2 separate regions of the Drosophila melanogaster genome follow, and region 1 is linked to region 2. Evidence: chromatin contacts called from public Hi-C data. All regions are on one chromosome and are shown on one strand. The core of a region is the stretch at or near the end of the contact, and the rest is flanking DNA. Distances in the headings are between cores, read along the strand shown. Region 1 holds the start of Pdcd4 (Programmed cell death 4). Region 2 holds the start of GstT4 (Glutathione S transferase T4).

What was found. Hi-C and Micro-C count contacts between places; a contact is called where the count stands out from the background.
Region 1: a Hi-C map of the S2 cell line shows a contact between it and region 2, with 2.3 times the contacts expected there. The contact joins the promoter of Pdcd4 here to the promoter of GstT4 in region 2. A contact is called at or near these places in 9 of 107 Hi-C or Micro-C datasets (the Clone 8 cell line, the Kc167 cell line, the S2 cell line and 3 more).

What each region holds. Positions count from the first base shown.
Region 1 is chrX:13,749,872-13,756,713 of dm6, reverse strand. It overlaps Pdcd4 (Programmed cell death 4), which reads left to right and starts at 1,308. Exons shown (of 4, transcript NM_001272604.1): 1 at 1,308-1,461; 2 at 4,687-6,128; 3 at 6,259-6,398. The coding sequence starts at 4,812. CG32625 reads left to right here. Exons shown (of 2, transcript NM_167381.3): 1 at 1-130; 2 at 199-550. The coding sequence ends at 456. It also overlaps asRNA:CR43833.
Region 2 is chrX:13,401,146-13,408,460 of dm6, reverse strand. It overlaps GstT4 (Glutathione S transferase T4), which reads right to left and starts at 3,712. Exons shown (of 4, transcript NM_132658.2): 1 at 3,377-3,712; 2 at 1-173. The coding sequence starts at 3,494. It overlaps Bcat (Branched chain amino acid transaminase), which reads right to left. Exons shown (of 6, transcript NM_132656.2): 6 at 7,237-7,315. It overlaps CG12725, which reads left to right and starts at 5,598. Exons shown (of 1, transcript NM_132657.2): 1 at 5,598-6,622. The coding sequence starts at 5,747. The coding sequence ends at 6,238.

The DNA.
Region 1 (6,842 bases), core at 59-2,558, 350 kb before region 2:
TAGCTCGCATTTGGTAATGCTGTTTAAAATGCCCTACCATTTGCCGCTTTGTGCCAAGAAATTTCCATCGGACGAATTAGCTCGCTGTCCATATAACAGAACCCATATGTACCCTATTGCCGATATATATGTAGGTTATGAATATATATTATATGTATGTAAGCAAATATTAAATTCAATTGTTTATCCCATTTGCAGGAACATATCATCAAGTGCCCGAGCTACTTACGCGAGGAGAGCCACAGCGACGCAAAAGAAGATGCCAAGGACTGTGATGCCAAGGAAAGTGATGCCAAGGACTGGGATGCCGACCCGCCGGTTTCGACATATGATCCGAATATCCACTGTGAGAAGAACCCTATCATTCGTCGTCTGCACGGAGCTACGCGCTCCTCTCGCCGGGCATTCCGCGAAAAGGAACGCAAGCGATTAATGGATTTGAATACTTTTCCTTAATCTATGAACATACTTACTTACTTACATACATCATATGAATACATACATATACATATACAACATACATACAAATAAACATATTTCATACATTTCGAAAAAGGAGCGTTTTATGTTAGCATAGATCAGCGTTTATTTAAAAATGTATTCAAATTAAAAATTAATAAGAGTTAATTCAAGGAATCTTCAACATATAATTTCATAAATATTCATATGGTAATTAAAATTACAAATAAGAGAGCCACAATTGGCGGCAATTTTGTTTTTTTTTTTTGCTTTCTGCCGCCACTTGGAAATGTACAGCAATTCCTGTTCAATATTTACTTCGTTTTCTTTTGCATCGCTTTCTGCCGCCAATTGGAAATGTGCTGCAATTTGGGTTATGTAGCTGCCCGCCCTGTTCAAAAATTCCTGGAAAATAAGATTTTACTGAATTGAATGTTTTTAAATCTTGATAAAAAGGTAAGATCATTGGGCGAGTATATATATACATCCAGTGAGTGTGTAAATAAAGTAATGTTTCATTGTTTTTACTAAATATGCATATGTTTGCTTGTATGCATTTCTTTCCTTTTTCTTTTAAAAACTACTTCTCTGAGATGCCACTCTGTTGGACCATTCCCAGAAGCCATCAAAATTCAATAAGTTTCGTTTATCTTAGTTTTCCTCATAGGCAGGCTTACTACATAGGATTGAATTTGTATTTACATATATTTGCAAACTTTTTAATAAACTTCCCCGTTTTAAGGGGAAGCTTCGCCAAGTGCGCTTTTATAACCCACCACCTTACCAGAATCGAACAGTCTGGCAGCACGGTCTCGCCGAAAAAGTATAAAAACCCACGTCTCGTCGCTCTCTGGTTCAGTCGAGTTGAGTTTTCACGGCGTGAACAACAGTGTGCGTTATTGGTTCCTTATTCTGCGGTTCTTCAATCCTTTTTGTTCCAATCCTACTGAAAAAGAAATCAAAAGTTCACATCGTTAAGCGGCAAAAACAACAAAAGCGAAGGTGAATAAGGCATAAAAAACAGCACACGCAACTGAATAGTTGTGGGTGTGCGAGTGTGTGTATGCGCGTGTGAAGGAGCCTTTTAGTAAACACTCACACACTTGTGTATTTTTTTTCTGTGAGACACAAGATATTTGAGTGCATTTTTTGCCATTTGCCTTGCCAACCCCTCTCCCCCGCACGCATATAAGAAGAGAAAGAGAGGCAGGGAAAAAATAAAGGAGCCCACGAAGAAAAGCAACAACTATTAAACAGGCTCCTCATCGTATAAAAGCAGCGCAGCCGCCGTCAACGTCAACTGCAGTGGGCCAACGTCGTTGCAGTCGTGTCGTTAGTTTTTGTTCTTGTTGCAGCAGCAGCATCAAAGACAGAAGTAGAGAGAGCGAGCGAAACAGCCGGAGAGACAAAACAAAAAGCACTTAGGTAAGTGGCAAAATAAAAAAAAACGCAGAAACAGCAGCAGCAGCAACAACAACATCGATCTTGACGAAGACCAATTCAAAGAAGCAAGCGAAAAAAACTGCCGGCGAATGCGAATATAAAAGCAAAAACGAAATTACAGTCGCGGTCACAAAATTATGCCATATTAGATGATTTCAATAAAAATAGGTGAAATTTAAGAATTTGTTGATGCGCGTTATTTGCTCCAATTGGAAAACGTTGGTCTACGTGATAAAATCAACCGGCACACACGCACGCACCCGAAAATTCGAGAAAAACTGAAACGAGGAAAGCCGAAACCGAAAAAAAAAACAGCTGCCCACATTGGATGGGGGGTGAATTTGTTTGTTTTTTTTTCTGCCTGCCAAACTTGTTCCTTAGGCTTTTTGATTTTATTTTCGTTGTCTCGAGGTTTATTTGCATTCGGCGCCCCGTCCAATGTTTCCATGTCATCCGATTTTGTTTTCCCATATTATCTACCAGAATTGCTGGCTCACAGTGGTGGTACAATTCACTCTGCATAATTAACGATTATTTAAGTATTTAACAAAATCAGATGCAAATGCAATATGACCTAAAGTATAATATGACTCCAAACCCGAGATGTGTTATTAGAAGGGTTCTGGACGGGGAATTTTGCAAACAATTCCAGGCAAAATACAAAAAAATTTCAATTTTTCTGGTTACTGGATGCCAAACAAATACAGTTCTCAGTTTATAAAAGGCATAACAAAACCATCAAATTTATTCTGTAGTTTCAAAAAGAGTGGGTGACACAAATTGGTTTTTAATTTCTTTTATATCTATTTATGCAATTCATGTGCGCCTAATAGTTCGATCTCTTCTGTTAAAAAAAACAAACAACAGCATTCAATGGTGAGAACGTCTCTGCTTCTTTTTCTTGTTCTTTTTATTGGACATTGCTTATGTATTTTATTTTTTGCGAAATGTTTGCGACGCAATTTCGACAGCGTCACTTTATTTTTATGCTCTTTTCCATCGCTCCTCTTTATCTCTCTCTCCACTTCTTACAAACTCAACCTTTTCCTGATTTCGGGGTTAAAAAATAATTTCGGACACGCATCAATAAAAAGCGCGAAGGTGGAAAAGAGATTCGAAAAAAATGCTGAAAAGCGTTCATTTTGTTATTTCTGTTGTTGTTGTTATCCGAAAAAGGGGGCACAACAAGTGCGAAAGAAGGAGATGAAGAATCAGATGAGAAAGAGACCGGAAGGAGACGGCAATAAAAACATAGAAATTCGTGAGGCGCACAAAATTTTCAAGGTTATACCGGGCAAAACAAACATAAGACCGGTAACAGCATATGTATATGTATGTACATCCATATTACAGAGGGGGAAATACATAAGAATCCGCGTTTAAAGAAGAGGAGAAAGCACAAGCGGCGCAATATAAAAAGCACTCAAAAAACAAAAACAACACATGAAAACACAAAAAAAAAAACAACACATGCGGCTCTTTTTTGCACGTTATCTTTGTTTTCATTTGTATTATGCTGACATCTATATGTACATGGATGAAAGAATTGTATGAGAAGAGTGCCAAATCGACAATTTTACAACCGAAAATTGCGATAATTAATCAGAAAAGTTTATCAAACGAATGTACATAATTTAAATAAATCATATTATGTATTCGTGTTGGTTTGTTTGATTTGATTTTATACATATTTATGTTTGTGCTATATAGCATTTAAATTAAAAGTGCAAAACAGCATAAAAACATTTCAAATAAATAGGGAAAACAAAAGCAGCTGGAAAAGTAAAACATGTGTATGTATGTAGGCACTTATGTACACCAAAAGCAATTACATAGGCATGGAAATACAAGCAACTTTCAATTTAGAGTTAGTGCGAAGGAGACGGCTATATTGCTTGTGGGGGTTGCAAAGCTTTAACGGTAACAAAATTATGTAGTAGCTTTGGTGTTGTTGTTGTTGCGTGACCTTGAATTTCGTCTATAGGGGAGTTTCGATACATGTCCCTATCGCTATCCCTGTCACACCCACGCCCATTGACAAACATTTGCAATTTCCAAGACGCAGTACCGTTATTATATACAGATGCGGTCAAAAAAATGGCGCGAAAGCTGAACATATTATTATGGGTATATCTTAAAAATGAAAACCTAGAAACTTTTTGCAAAATTGTTAGCACTTACAAAAAAAAATCCGTAAAATAGCGACCCCAGTCATTTGTACATAGTATATATTGACTTCTGATCTTGTCATTACAATTACTTTGTATTATTGTGAGCATTAAATTTATGGGCATGCCAAAGAGCTTGTTCTATATTTAGGCAAAAACTATTAGATTTGAATAGCCCGAAAAAGAAACCTAACTGAACTTGGAAAGAAGGGGTTTCTGAGGGGCCATTGTCGGCTACGTGCCAGACATCATGTGTATTTATTTTAGTTCCATGTTTTTCACAGCCGCGACGCGCACAATAAACAAGTAAAACTTTCGCTGACTAACATCCCGTCTTTAAGGCGAGACATGTAAAATATACAAACGAAGGCGTTTCCTAAGAACAGTGACACCAAACCACGCCATCAACGTTCTCTATCTCTTCTATATGTACATATGTTTTCCTAAAGTTTCAAGTTTCATAATTGCACCGAAGACCCGACCCATTGCTTTAAACGATTAAATTGCATATTCGTAATCAAATTTGTTGTAGTTTTGCTTATTTTTCTGTTGATGCTTGATGCTTTAATGTTAACCAATAACCAAAAATCCTTTACAATTGCAATTTTATTTTTAGAAAAGAAAAGAAGCCACGCACCTGGTGCCAGAGTACAAAACCCAAACATCTACAATATCCGAGCTGTGCATTCCAAGGAGATAACGAGGAACGTATATATCGAAGAGTTTGAGAACATCGTCAGGATGGAAGTGGAATCGAATAACAAACGCGCCACCAACGGCGGCCGTCACTTCACTCCACCGTCGGACTCCGATTCCAAGGAGAGTTCCGTCGAGCGGGAGCTGAACGAAGAGATCGAGGCGGTGGAGCTAAATGGGAGTGGTGGTGGCGGCCACTCGAACGGCCATGTTAAGAAGCTGATGGCTGTCGAGGATGGCAGGATTAAGCGTAAGGCCAAGCGGTTAATCCAAAGACAGAATAGTGGTTCTGGCGGCAGTGCCAATCAAACTAATGGCAATGGAGCTGCTGGCGCTGGTGGAGCACATGGAGCAAGTGTAATGCCGCTGGGAATCAACAGAATTATGCCGTCGCCCGGTGGCTATGTGGTGCCACATCGACGCTGGAAGAATAGCCGGCGTTCGCGAACCATCAATCGTGGTCGAGGACTGCCCAAAAAGGGTGGTGGCGGCGGCAAGGGCGTCTGGGGATTGCCCGGTTCCGAGGCTCTGGCCGAGGTCTATGAGGACGAGAATGATCCTAACTACGATAGTGAGTGCAACGATCGTAATGTGGAGCTGCGCGAGGTGATCACTGAGATAACACGCGAGGAGTTCTTTAAGCTGGCGGAGCCCATTGTCTTGGAGTACTACGAGCACGGGGATCCGCATGAGGTGGCACTGAGCTTTGATGAGATACTGCAGGCACCGATGCGCGAGCACGTCACCAGCATTCTCGTGGAGATCGCCATGGATCACAAGGATTCGCAGCGCGAGATGACCTCGGTGCTGATCTCCGATCTCTACGGACGCGTTATTACCGGCAAGGATATTGAGAAGGGATTCAATATGCTGTTGGCCAATCTGCCGGATCTCGTCCTGGACACTCCAGAGGCGCCAATCATGCTCGGCAATTTTATGGCCCGCGCCGTGGCCGATGACTGCATTCCGCCCAAGTTTGTGGCCAAGTCGGGGGAGGAGCTAAGACATTTGGGACTGGGCGAACATGCCGAACAGGCCCTTCGCCGTGCTGACTCGCTTATCTACAAGCATGTGTGGGCCCATTTGGACAATGTCTGGGGCATGGGTGGGCCACTGCGTCCAGTGAAGACAATCACCATGCAGATGGAGCTGCTGCTCAAGGAGTACTTATCATCGCGTGACGTAGCCGAGGCACAGCGCTGTCTGCGTGCCCTCGAGGTGCCACACTATCATCACGAGCTTGTCTACGAGGCGATTGTCATGACACTGGAGTCACTTAGCCAGACCACCGAGGAGGCCATGTGCGAGCTGCTCAAGCAGCTAGATCTCACCTGCCTGGTGCTGCCCGCGGGCATGGAGCAGGTGGGTCATATATATATGCATATACATATATTTAATACATGTAGTTATAAATAGTTGGACTAGTCTAGTAATTTCATTGATAACCGAAATCCTTTCAATCCACGACAATTAACTATCTCTAATCCTTTAGGGTTTCTTGCGCGCCTTCGACGACATGGCCGACATCGTTTTGGATGTGCCCCTGGCCTATATAATACTCGATCGCTTCGTCGAGCGCTGCAATCGCGCCGGATTCCTAACCGACAAGATTATAAACAATGTGCCATCGCGGTAAGTTTTGGTGTTTAGTCCTTAAGGATATGGGGAAACCCTTTTTAAGGTTGGGATGTGTGGAATGGATTTCAAGTGCTGTTTGTTTGATTTAATCATATGATCAGAAATAAGATTATCAACTGGTACTGAAACGATGAGCAGGCTCACCTTTGTATACAAACACACAAATCCCACTACCTGCAAGAAAAGTATACTTAGTAATGAGAGCGAGACGTGTTTACGTAATCGTAGCAGCTATAAAGACAACACGCCCCCAAAGTAGTAGTGTACCCCCTATAAACTGGGGCTATACGTACATACATACATTGTTGTTTACAATCTTAAAACTCAATATACTTATAGTCTCCATAAAAAGCGGCGGGTCTATCGATCAGATCGTCAGCTATGTTTGTACTTACATACATGTACATATATACATACATAATTAAAGGTGTGGATTAA
Region 2 (7,315 bases), core at 2,463-4,962:
GCGACTACGGCCGAGATGTCGTCGCGGATACCAGTGCTCCGGCACCAACTTTTCGCGTGCCAGATGCCGGAAGATGGCCACATTCTCGGACAGCTGGTAGCCGTGATCCGTGATCGCCGGCAGCTTGCGGAACCGGTTCACATTGTCCCGGAACTCGCCAGTCAGGTGCTCGCCTGGAATCGGGAAATCAAGGGAAAGGAAAAGGAGAGGGTTTCTATTAACTTCAACAATTTCCAGATGACCTTGTTTATAAGCTTAGTAGTGAACCAATCACATATAATTAGCACATTAATATACCATTATAAATTGAAAGAGACAGCCTTTTATATTAGGTAATATCTATATATATTTTTTAATTTATTAAAGCTGTCATATATATGCATGTATCTACAATGCGCATATCTGTAAACAAACACCAATTTCTTCCCTAATTAAAAAGCTGTTTTTATTTTTAACTTTTAAGTTGCGTGTTTTGGTCTTCCGATCGCCTGATCCCAACGAGATATTGCTACACAGCAACAGGTGCCCCGCCGAATCACGGCCCGAATTCGAGAAACCTGATAAGGAACGATAAGGGAACTGAAATCGGGAATCGCAATTGGAATTGAAAATGTGGAACTTAATGCCCTCAAAAGAGGGGCGTGTCTGGCCGGCGAAAGTCAAAGTCATTGTCAATGTCGCCTGTTTGGAGCCATTTAGTTTCTGTTTAGGTTTCTGCTTCTGTTGTTTTTTCCTGCCCACCAAGGTCATCGTGGGCGTGAGGGCAGTCAGTGGTGTCATATAGAAAAGGGGTTCGTTCCGCGGAGGAGTGACAAATCGTGCGGCACTTGCGAGGCCTCCGGCTCTAAAAATACCCGTTCTGGTTTAAGTATTTGCCATCTGGATGGGTGAGCACAAATACACATCATGATTTCTGGTGTGAATATAGCAAAGAAATTAACTGGGCAAATGTGGCTTGTGGAAAGCTAATTGATTAGTCAGCAGCGGCAGTTAGTGGCAAACTGTGATTCCCGACATCAGCTGATTAGATTGGGAATTGGCGGCGGCAATTTTTCAATTTTATAATTGCTGCCATTTGGAAAATTAAAGCCACCATATGCTGGCCTCCATCCAGGCAAAGGGCGATTCGTGAGAGATTCGTGATTGACTGGCTGATCAAGATCTGAGTTGATGGTTGGTAGCTGACCCAGGGATCGCAATAGAAAGGGCAGCCGGAAGCTCGTGAGGGTCATTATCGCAGTTGCATTGTGACAGTCAATTAATCTATATGGCCAGGAGCTAATTAAAAGAGCTGCTCTTATCTCTGGTAGCTTATTACCCATCGTTATTCATAAACTATAATCTTTGTAAATTCCAATATCAGCGTATATAGTATAATATTCTCTTCGTTTCATATTCCCATCGAGCAACTAACCCGTCTAACCTGCTCCGATCTCTAGGGACTCTAGTATCTTGTATCTGAGCCCATGGAGTGCAGTCAAAATCGTTACGGTTACTTTTAGAAAGGTATACAACCTGCATACCCATAACCTTATATGACCTCTGGGAACTCAGCTTGAAGACCACAGATTGCTTGGCAAATCGGTAGGCCCACTCGTAGATAACAATCTGAAGGGCATACCGAATTGGGTTGGAAAATATCATTGTTTATGATGTTAATAGCCCAATCGAGAGCTCTATTCGATTTCCACTTGATCCGAATTGCAGTGAAGCTCGTAAACTCCCCGCCAGATTAGATTCCTTGCGTCATGCTCGGACCGGCATAAAAAACCGGGTGAGCCGAGCACCAGTGCTAGTGAAGCTAGTGCAGCTAGCTCCACTCTATGAATGTGTGTGCATGTGTGCTGAAACTACTGAAAGTGCTTGCCCCCGCCTCGGAGTCTTTAACCTCCACAAGGTTGTCTTGTTGCCTCCACTCGCGTGCAGCGACGACTCTGATTTCTAAGCGAACTAACTGGCTCACCGGAGTGCAAAGTCCAAGTGCCAGCACCAACCAATATATTGTACATATATAGAAAAAGAAAAGAAAAAACAAAAACAAAAAAGGCAGGCCTGTCTGGGAATCGAACATTGTATCGAGGAGTTGGGGGAGCTCTCCTTGGGATTAGCATAGTAGTTGATATCCCAGTATATACCTATTTATGTGGCTATCAACTTACGCGATGCCAAAGCGTTGACGTCAACGCGAGACGACATTATCCACATATCGCAATTATATATGCAGCCGTTAATGTGGCCGCTGATTGCATCCTCGCATCAATTCTGCACTTTATGGCATTTCCGCCAACCTTGACCAAGTGGAGAACGACCAAGACGAGGTGTGAAGACCCTCCTTACCTTAGCTCCATTCCTAAATTGATACCATATGCGAATCATCGAAAAGTGCTAAGCGCACGCGCAGCTTGGCAAATAGTAAAACCACATCCAACAAATGATGAAGGAAAACAAAACTCAAGCGAATGGTAATGGAAATAACAAAGTGGCTAACAAAACGCTGGATCTCATCGAAAATTTGATAAGTGTCCCAGTTTGGCGAGCAGGTGATAAAACCAGCGCAAAGATCGGTTTCTAAATTCTCGTGCGGAGTAAACACGAGCAAAGTGCACTGCGAATTTAAGGTACAGTACTGAATCTATACTATTGAATCAAGAATAATATATAGTATGTACATATATTGTATATTTTTGAAACCCATATTTGAGTTTGTAGTTTGTTTGCCCTGCGATAAAAGCGTGAATAGAAGGCAATTAGCCGGTTTTCTTTTTTTTTTTTGGATGCCCCCAAAGGCTAAGATTATCTGTAAACACGTTCAAAGTGCGACTGCTCAATAATGCTCGAACACTTCTGCAAAAAAAAAAAATATAATTATTTTGCACACACTTTCTAAGGAATCCTCACGTTCGTTTCGGGATTCCTTTTAATCTTATCTATCATTTGCTAAGAAATTATTTTTGAGAACAATCACGTTTGCATTGAACTCATATGTACATATGTATGTACAATACATATGTTCGTCTAATCTCGCCATGTTCCACAGTTCCTCAATTGTTTTCGAATGGAGTGACACTATTTCAAAAACGACGTCTGCCCGCTTTCGCCTTGGAAACTTTTCGTTTGGATTGTGGAATTTTTAACGAGCGGAAAATTTATTTGGAAACTCACTCGCCGACTCGAAAAATATCGAAAACAAAGGGCAGCATAAATGCATAGGAATGTGTTCGTCGGTCGGTCGGTTGGTCGGTTGGTCGGTTGGTCGGTTGGTTCGACCTTTGGGCCCTTATAGATGTGGCTGGTCTTATAGATGTGGCTGTGTGTGCCACCGCTCACGTACTCCCTGCCCACCACCACTCCCTTCTTAACAGCGAGTACTACTCACCTTTGAGCATCGATATGGGTATGGCCTCGAAGGGGATCTTGGAGGCCTCCAGGAGGATGTAGAGCGCCCGGCTCGATTGGTTCAGGAAATCGAAGTAGAACTTGAGTGGCTGCGACATCTCGTTGATATATACTAATATATATATATTCCAACTATATACAGTGTGCTCTCTCCAAGTGACTAGAGTGGGTGCGAAAAAAAAAGTTGTGTAGGCACTTCAATGCACTGCAGTACAATCCAAAATTCGAAATTCCAGATCGGGGGATTCAAATCGAAACTGAGATCAGATCGCTTTGGAACCGTATCGCTGGACTTTTGCTGCTAGACTGAGCTCCGCAGCGCCGTCGCTGCGACATTTTAAACGCAATGCCGCTGCGTCGACGCCGACTGCGCAGCAAACTGGTGGGTGGGGTGAGGTGGTGTGTGGTGTATGGTGTATGGTGTATGGCGTTTGGTGTACGGTGTGTGGTGTGTGTGAAGTATTAGGGGAGGGGTGAACGGGGCGCATTCATTAAATGCGCCGCAAAAACAAGCCAGCGGAGCAGCGTTGCGATCACAACAAGATGCTAACAAAAAAAAAAAAAAAAAAGAGAAAAAAACAAAGCGAACACAAAAACAAAAACAGAGACAAAAAAGACCGGCTTCTTGTGCATATGTACATTGTATATGGTGCCCCCACTGCTGCTCCTCTGCTCCGCCTCTGCTGACACTGGCGCTACCCTTTCGCTGAGATCGAGACATTGCGACTGCATGCCCCTTTGAAAAGAGGGTGTGGCCCACAGCGAAAAGAGAGCGGGATATGCAAAACTTACCTATCGTAACTCGGGTATTACCAATCGGATGGTGGTGAAAATTGGTACCAGGTTTTATTACTCATTTTCTTGGCCGTATACCAAAATTCATACTAAAACTTACATAAATGCGATAGTTACAAGCAGCTTATATTTTAACCATAAAGTCATATAGAGTCCATATAGCTTCCCTTGCCGCTATTAAACTCGATGCATTTACTCAGGGCTTAACGAACACTTGGCTTAAATCCATGTGTTAGGGCTTTCCCAATTTTCGATAGGGTATTTCAAGTGTGCCTAGCTGTTCGATTTTATCGCTGTTTGTTTTGCTTTTAGTATTTTGTTGCTGCTGCGGCTTTTCTTGTTTTTGTTTTGCTGGTTTCTTTTTGACTCGGTATTCGGCTCTTTCGCCTTTGTACTGGACTAGCTTTGATATATTCGTGCGTTATCTGGCGACGATTTCCAATCAGAAAATGCTTAGTATTAATAAGTGTTTTGAGGATCCCAGCGATCCCAAGCCCCACAGCACCCCACTAAACGAATCTACGATGTGCGGTGTTATCTTGTTTACCAAAAACGGGGCCAATAACAGAAAATACCAACAAGAACAAGAAACACAACTATACCTTCCATATCGGTCAGCGAATTGTTTTTGTTCAACTGTTGAGCTGATAAAACTGGGCCGAAGTGCCAGCCAAAGTGCCTTGTCTTCGGATGTATCTGTATCTCTAAGATGCATTCGCTGTCACAAGTGTACGCTGTCCGTACAAGGTGGCACAACAGTTGGCACAAAGATACTTGCCACGATAATGGCTCAATAGAGTGCACTACACTTCACTTTTGATCAGCTGTTCATTTCGTGCATTTTCAGAAATTTCGCTATGATTATCCTATAAAAAATAGTTAATTTCTATTGCTAATTATTTAACTTACTAACTTAAAAAGTTGGAAACATTTAATTTTTTATATTTATTTTTGAAAGACGACCTTGGCAGCTGAAAATTATGGCATCGAATTCGTCAGAGGTTCATATGAATCGCGGAGGAGAGCAAACCGCGCTGAACGGGTCACGCCTTCACATTAAAGGCTTTTCTTAGTACCTCGCCAAGGATCGATTTGCTCAATGTATTCACGTTCTGGTCCTTGGAGGCCACGTGGCCGCTGGGCAGTGGAGCCCCGCTCTTATGAGTTTTCTCTACCTGTATTGATTGAAAATATTTTACTTTCACGTCGAAATCAAAAATAGTGACTATTCAAAGAATATGCAACTGTTGTGGGTTAAAGCGCGAAAATGAATTTTTATTAAATTGGAATAGCCGAATATATCAACTTCAGGGTTGCCAATTGCTCCTTATGAAATTCGATTGGAGAATCGACAAAGGAAATCAAATAAGGTAATCAAGGATGCCATTAAATTTAACTCGCACTAGCATTCGCATGACGACGACAGTTTGATAGGGGATTCCAAGAGCAAACTTTTATCCGAACGAAGCAAAACTTAGAGCTTGTGTATAAAACGAAAAAAGTTGCAGTTCGACGTGCCAGATACATATATATATATATATATATCTGGATTAGGATGCGTAAGATGCAAGTTCTAGTTCAGACGAGCGACGGCAAGAAGACGGTTTACGATGTGGATCGCTTCGGAACGGTGGCCAACCTGAAGGCACGGATCGGGCGAGCCATGTCCGTGCCCATGGGCTTCAGTCGGCTGTCCTACAAGGGTCGCGAGCTGTCCAATCAGAGCATACTGGAGGATGTGGGCCATAAGTCCATTCTGGATCTCACCTGGAAGCCGGTCGTCCTGACGCCCAAGCAATTGCGCGAAAAGAAGATTGGCAAGTTTAGCAAGTTCGGCTATGGCAGGAAAAACGATAGTGGTGAACATATGTCTACATTGATCGGCGGTTACCAGCAACGCATAGATCTGGAAAGTGACGATGATGAACTGGAGGCACAGGACTTGACTGAACTCGATTTGTTGTCCCTTAACTCCGATGATTCACTGGTCAACAACCAGACGGAGCTAGAGCCGATTGCTCCATTGAATTTCTCTGGATCTGATTAAGAAGGCTACGAAGAACGACAATAAGCAGTAGACTGTATTAAATAATCTTCAATTCAAATGACTGCGCTCATTTCATTTCAAAGTTCCTTCCAATGATTTTCAAAATACAAGCAGAACGGGTCTTAGAACAAATGCTTTATTTAAGTTGCATTATAAAAAAAAAATTCGAGAATACCACCCATTTACGAATCATTTAAAGTAATTTAAAGTAATTTCGAATTTGTTTACACTCAAGCAAATAATTAACGTCTCATGGCCAATGCCATAAAAATTCTTAAAATTTATGTATTATTTATGGACTGCATGGTATTCCTGAAAAGCTGAACTGTAGAACGAAAGCCATTTAACTCAAAAAATATTTATAAATATAGTTTAAATACATTCAACTGGTTTTTTTTTTTTTTTTTTTTTTTTTTTTTTTTTATTCATGATGATGTTTTTATTATTTGATCAACGCACTGTTACCCATGCGGCAACTTAATTTGATCTGCTTAAATTATTTTATTTTACAATGTGTCTTGGTTACTTAAGACTAACAGATTTTTAATCCTAAAAATGATAGGGAGAATTATAATAGTTGATATAACATAGTAATTATTATTTATTTGATTATTCTAATGAATTTTAAAACTAAGACTTTCTAGGTCAAAACCAGGTTAGGGAGGTCATGAGGGTGGTGATTCAACTGGTAAAACATAATTCGATATCCTGCAACTCTGTGATATATTTTAGCATACTTTTGTGCTGACTATTTAATGAGTTGCCCTCCCCCGTCCGCTACCAACCGATAGATGGCGCTTACAATTCTGTTGAGGTGTCGAACTTTAAATTTCATAATGTAACTTAGCCAAATATAGGATACTGATTGTTTTTCTTTAGTTTAAATGAAAAATGCAAACATATTCAAACTGTATAAGGTTGAAAATATCGTATACTTATCAATAAAAGTGTACGAATAATAACCATTTGCAGCCAAATCGTTGTGAGCATAAGTTCTTGATTTTTGTCATCGTTTATTCATCGCTTGGTTCGCTTATCAACTAGGTGTTACAGATATAGTATACAGCTTGATTCGGG